2 separate regions of the Cyprinus carpio genome follow, and region 2 is linked to region 1. A link is a contact called in public Hi-C data. All regions are on one chromosome and are shown on one strand. Each heading gives the region's core, a stretch centred on a gene start, on an enhancer-like site or on the middle of the called end of the contact. The rest is flanking DNA. Distances are from core to core; before and after follow the strand shown. Region 1 overlaps LOC109049848 (mitogen-activated protein kinase kinase kinase 3-like). Region 2 holds the start of LOC109049848 (mitogen-activated protein kinase kinase kinase 3-like).

Evidence for each region. A called contact is a pair of places that touch in the nucleus more often than the background predicts.
Region 2: a Hi-C map of liver shows a contact between it and region 1, with 8 times the contacts expected there. The contact joins the promoter of LOC109049848 here to the enhancer-like site in region 1. A contact is called at or near these places in 4 of 8 Hi-C or Micro-C datasets (liver and skeletal muscle).

What each region holds. Positions count from the first base shown.
Region 1 is chrB24:13,253,939-13,256,638 of ASM1834038v1, reverse strand. LOC109049848 (mitogen-activated protein kinase kinase kinase 3-like) reads left to right here. Exons shown (of 19, transcript XM_042752411.1): 12 at 224-285. Among protein-coding and RNA genes, the nearest start is that of LOC109050256, 16 kb to the right of the region's middle. Within about 2 kb of position 1,423, at least 2 of the 8 cell types and tissues checked have an H3K27ac peak or open chromatin away from gene starts, as enhancers often do. A contact at or near this core is called in liver, where this site is marked.
Region 2 is chrB24:13,298,273-13,300,972 of ASM1834038v1, reverse strand. It overlaps LOC109049848 (mitogen-activated protein kinase kinase kinase 3-like), which reads left to right and starts at 1,277. Exons shown (of 19, transcript XM_042752411.1): 1 at 1,277-1,774.

The DNA of each region.
Region 1 (2,700 bases), core at 174-2,673:
AGACGTTAGTATGTCGGGTCAGATATCAGGTAAAGAAAATCTCAGGTCTCCATCCTCAGCGTAACGACAGGTGGCAGGCGGTCACATTGGCACGACAGGGACTGTGCAGTGCAGGAATGTAAGCCAGGCAGACGGTGCGGCCCAACCTCACCACTGCACACAGGGGAGTAACAAGCAAAAATAACCCGTCATCTCTCCTCCTTCTCTCCTTGTGTTTCCACAGCCCGCCATTCTCCCAGAACAACCGGGACAACAATTACCTGAACCTCAATTATGAATACAAAGGTGAGATTGACATGAGCAAGTGAATATGGATTTCTGTCAGAGCTGTGGGCTTGTTTTAATGGTCTCTGCTCCATTATACAGCTGGTTCTCTATGACAGGGGCGAAGGTGCTTCCTTTGAGCTGTTGACTGTGGTCACTCTGTGTTGCCAATGGGGCGTCACGTCAAAACAAGACTGTATATTTGCAGTCCTGTTGAATGTGGCTGTGATTGTACCTCTGTTCCCAAACATAGTGAGCTGCTTTGATGTTTACTGCCTAGATAGGCAGCTGTCTTCTAAGGGAGCATCCTAACAGAAATGGAGCCTCATTAGTGACTGATTTGGTGCCCTGTACAGGACCTTGTTGTTGAAGCGCATGGGAGATTTGAGTCAAAATTGATACAGTATATTAGTATACTATTATAAATACCTTTAATTGAACAGAAAATATTTCTGGATAATATTAGAATAATAATATAGAAAATAGTATATTAAAATGCTATAATAACATTTTAATTAAATATAATATATTTATATTTTTTTAATTATAAAACATTTTACTTCATTCTATTTTTAAAATTCCATTCTAAAAAAAAAGTATTATTACGTTTATAGTGCTTTAAGGACATTTAGATATTTAAACTAAAAATAAGACAAAAAAATTGATTAAGAAATTGTTTTTTTATATTATTATATATCTCTTTTGGAATTTTTTAGCATAAATTGAGCTAAATTTAATAATAAAAACATATATATATATATACATGCACACTACTGGCCAGTTTGGAATAATATATATTTTAATGTTTGAAAAAAAAAAAAAAAAATGCATTTATGCTGCATTTATTTGATCAAGAATACAGTGAAAATAGTAATATTGTGAAATGTTATAACAATTAAAAAAACTAATTTCATTACATTTTTCTTGGTTTAATGATACTTAGATTTTTACACTTCAAAATAAGAAATATATTGATTAAAAAGATGTTTTTTTTTTTCAGTCTGAAAAGTCTGTCTACGTAGGCAGTTCACTAGGTTTTTGGAACAGAGTTATAGAGCTGTATCGATGGGGAGTGAATGAGATTTTCTCTCTCCTTTTTCCCTTTCATTCCTTTTCTTCTGCTGTGCTGAGAGATTGAAAGTTACTGGAGTGGTTAAACAAGGAGATTTTCTCTCATGTCTTTCCCTGGTTAGTATTCTCTGTCTCTCCTTTGCTCTGTCACTCTCACTCTCACTCTCTCCAGCTCTCATGCTCATGCCCAGCTCTCCCTCTGTTGTTTTTCCTCTTGAGCGGCGATCAAATAGAGCAGGCCTGCCTGATAATGAGATAGTAATCTTCCCCAACAGAGGGAGGCCAGTCACACACATATGCACAAAAACACTTTTCACAGAAACTTTCCTTTTTACGCACAAACCGTTTATATCTCGGTCTGTTAGGGAATAAAAAGAGCTCTATGATATTGACAACGTGCGTGTCTTTCCACTGAAGGCCAGGCACACTCATACATGCATTCAGATCCCCAACACTGAGGATTTCTCCATAGAGAGCAGGCCGGTTTTTTTTTCCTCTGGTCTTGTGAGTAGATTTTTCCACTCTGCGCTCTGCTTCTAAACAGAGCAAATCACTGGGTCTCCCTGGGAGACGAGCTGCAAACAGCACATGGGGAGGCAGTCCACTCGCTCAACAGCTGCTTTCAATTGCATGCGGCATCAGAACGCAGCACTCGCGTTTTAAGCAAGCAGCCTTCCGAGCTAGTCGCCTGTTTACGCACAGCCACTTACTCTGTCCTGCTCATTCTTTCCCGTCCTGTTCTTTGTGTCCTTCACTTTCTTTCTTACATTCTAATCTTTTTTCAGTCTCTTTATTTAGAGGACAAATGGGTGAATCACAATGCCTGCATTGTATTATTGGAGGAACATTGCTTTTTTTGACATTATTTTCATGCCAGTTAATAACTTTTTTGTCAATTCTTTTTTTACAGTTTAAAATATTAAAAGAAAAAAAATTATAATTTATTATTATTTGTTGTGATGTTTTTTCTAAAAAAAAAATCTTGTATGATGACACCATTTTAGTGTTTTTATTTTTTGTGTGTGTTATTATAATTTTTTAAATAATTTTTTTCATAACAATTAAACACATATTTTTGTCAGATTCTATGTAATTGTATGGGGGTAAAAACGACTGTAATGCATAAATGCCATAATGTAATACATAAATCATCCCGTCTGGGCAGATTTTGTTATATTAGTACTAAAAAATTAATGTACTTATTACATTAGACTTATTATATATATATATATATATATATATATATATATATATATATATATCTATATACCTATATCTATATATATATATATATATATAGCATTTTAATATGCTAAGAATTGCTTTTTTATATATCTTTGTGTGTGTTAGTAATCTATTATAATG
Region 2 (2,700 bases), core at 28-2,527, 44 kb before region 1:
TCTGTCTGTCTGTCTGTCTGACTGTCTGACTGTCTGACTGTCTGTCTGTCTGTCTCTGTCTGTCTGACTGTCTGTCTGTCTGACTGACTGACTGTCTGTCTGACTGTCTATCTGTCAGACTGTCTGACTGTCTGTCTGTCTCTGTCTGTCTGTCTGTCTGACTGTCTGTCTGTCTGTCTGTCTGTCTGTCTGACTGTCTGTCTGTCTGTCTGACCGTCTGTCTGTCTGACTGTCTGACTGTCTGTCTGTCTGTCTGACTGTCTGTCTGTCTGTCTGTCTCTGTCTGACTGTCTGTCTGTCTGTCTGTCTGTCTGACTGACTGACTGACTGACTGTCTGTCTGTCTGTCTGTCTGTCTGACTGTCTGTCTGTCTGTCTGTCTGACTGTCTGTCTGTCTCTGTCTGTCTGTCTCTGTCTGACTGTCTGTCTGTCTGTCTGTCTGACTGTCTGTCTGTCTGTCTGTCTCTGTCTGTCTGACTGTCTGTCTGTCTGACTGTCTGTCTGTCTGTCTGTCTGTCTGTCTGACTGTCTGTCTGTCTGACTGACTGTCTGTCTGTCTGTCTGACTGTCTGTCTGTCTGACTGTCTGTCTCTGACTGACTGACTGTCTGTCTGACTGTCTATCTGTCAGACTGTCTGACTGTCTGTCTGTCTGACTGTCTGTCTGTGTCTCTGTCTGTCTGACTGTCTGTCTGTCTGTGTTTCTGTCTGTCTGACTGACTGTCTGTCTGTCTGTTTTTTTTATCGTCTGTCTTCTTTATTGTCTTTCTGTCTGTCTGACTGTCTGTCTGTCTGTCTGTCTCTGTCTGACTGTCTGTCTGTCTGTCTGTCTGACTGACTGTCTGTCTGTCTGTCTGTCTGACTGTCTGTCTGACTGCCTGCCTGTCTGGCTGTCTGTCTGACTGTCTGTCTGTTGTAGAATATTTAACTACTTATTTACTTAATTTAAATAACTTATTTACTTATTTGTTACCCACTGTTTCGTGTTTTTATTTTTCGTCTATTTAATTTTATATAATATTTAATACATAGGCTAACCGCTAAAAACACAAATTAGGGTTTGATTGTAGGCATATTTCGCAATTTTTGACATGTCTAAAAATAATTATTTGAAAATTATATTTGAATTTATAATTACCTCAGATAAATAATTATAAGAAAGGATTTTTTTAATTAAATATTAAAATAACACTTTTTTAAAAAGATAATTTCCTCTAATAATGAATTACCCTTTTCGTAAATTGTAGCCTTTTTGAAATGCGCTGAACATTTGCAGTGCGCTGTTGGTCACGGTCGGTTGAGGGCGCCAGAATCGCGCGCAGCCCGAGCGTCGGTAGCCCCCGCGGCGCGTCATCGCTTCCTGAGGCTGACATTACTCTCACTCACTCGCTCCTCTGTGGAAAAACTCGGCGTCAGTCAGTGTTTGCGGAGAGGAAACTTTCTTCCTTTGACGGCGCGCAGTCGACGAGATTTGCAGCTTTCCCAAGCACACACCGCTCCATCTGTTTGGATTACTGGCATCCGCGACTCCAAAAACATAATCCGCAAAGCTTTTCGGAAGGTGGATTTGTGCGGTTCCCTTCAATTTGTGCGTGACAACTGTATTCAAGTGCGCGCGGCTTCCGGATATATCCCTGTTTTGCTGTATCTCGCACAAGAGCACAGTTTGCGGATTTTTCTTCTTTACGGCGTTTTACCCCGTGAACTCTCTTTAAATCTCACATTGGTTTAATTCGTCTTAAATGTCAGCACCAGCATGAAGATACGCGCGTAAGGTGAGTTCTATCTAGAATGATAATGACTGCACTTATATTTAGGGTAGTAAGTAAAGATTTGCTATAGAGGGTAAAATTGTCATTGTTTTGGTTACACATAATGCATTAGACACCAGAAAGAGTATCAGGTCACCGCTGTTAAAGACAAAAATATTCATGTTGTGTTTTGTGTTGGCAGAACTTGACACTTGAACGTCTAGATATAGGCTGCATGTACAGTAAACCTGTGAGCAAAGTATGCTTATACATAGCAGCTGAAATTATACATGACATTTGCAAATGTGAGATTGGCTGAACCTACACTTGGCTATGTAAACACTATCTCATTTTAATGTGTATAAATATGTATAAAACTCTTAAAAATATTTGACGTCTTTAGTATATCATAGGGGATTGAATGAAACAAGTGTCTTTTCCATGAAATTTCTATAAAATTTTAAACATTTTATCAGATAAATGTTGTTTTTAAAGTGGTGATAAGTCGCATAGTTCCATCTTAAACTAAATGAAAACTTAATATAGCTAGGAGACTTTTAAGAAGTAACAGGGTTGAAATTTTACAGTAAATTTAGCTACTGTGTTTAGTAGAAATAATTTAATGCTAATATTTCTACAAATATCTGTTCTCAATAATCTTGTGTTTACTGTGCAAAATTGTGGTAACGGGGTTGAGTGATTAATATCGCTTTTTATTGACAAACTAATCAAACAAAATGAAAGTATTTGATGTCCTTGAAAAGCATGCATAAATATTTTTCTAATTTATGGAGTTGTATTGTTATATTGTACATTGCACAAATTCTGATGTTAACAGGGTTGACCTGAATGCACATAAATATGGTAACAGGGTTCACTGCTTATGATTGCTTTTTATTTACTAACTTAAAATAAAAGATTAAGTGATTTTAAAAAGAGATTTGTCCTTG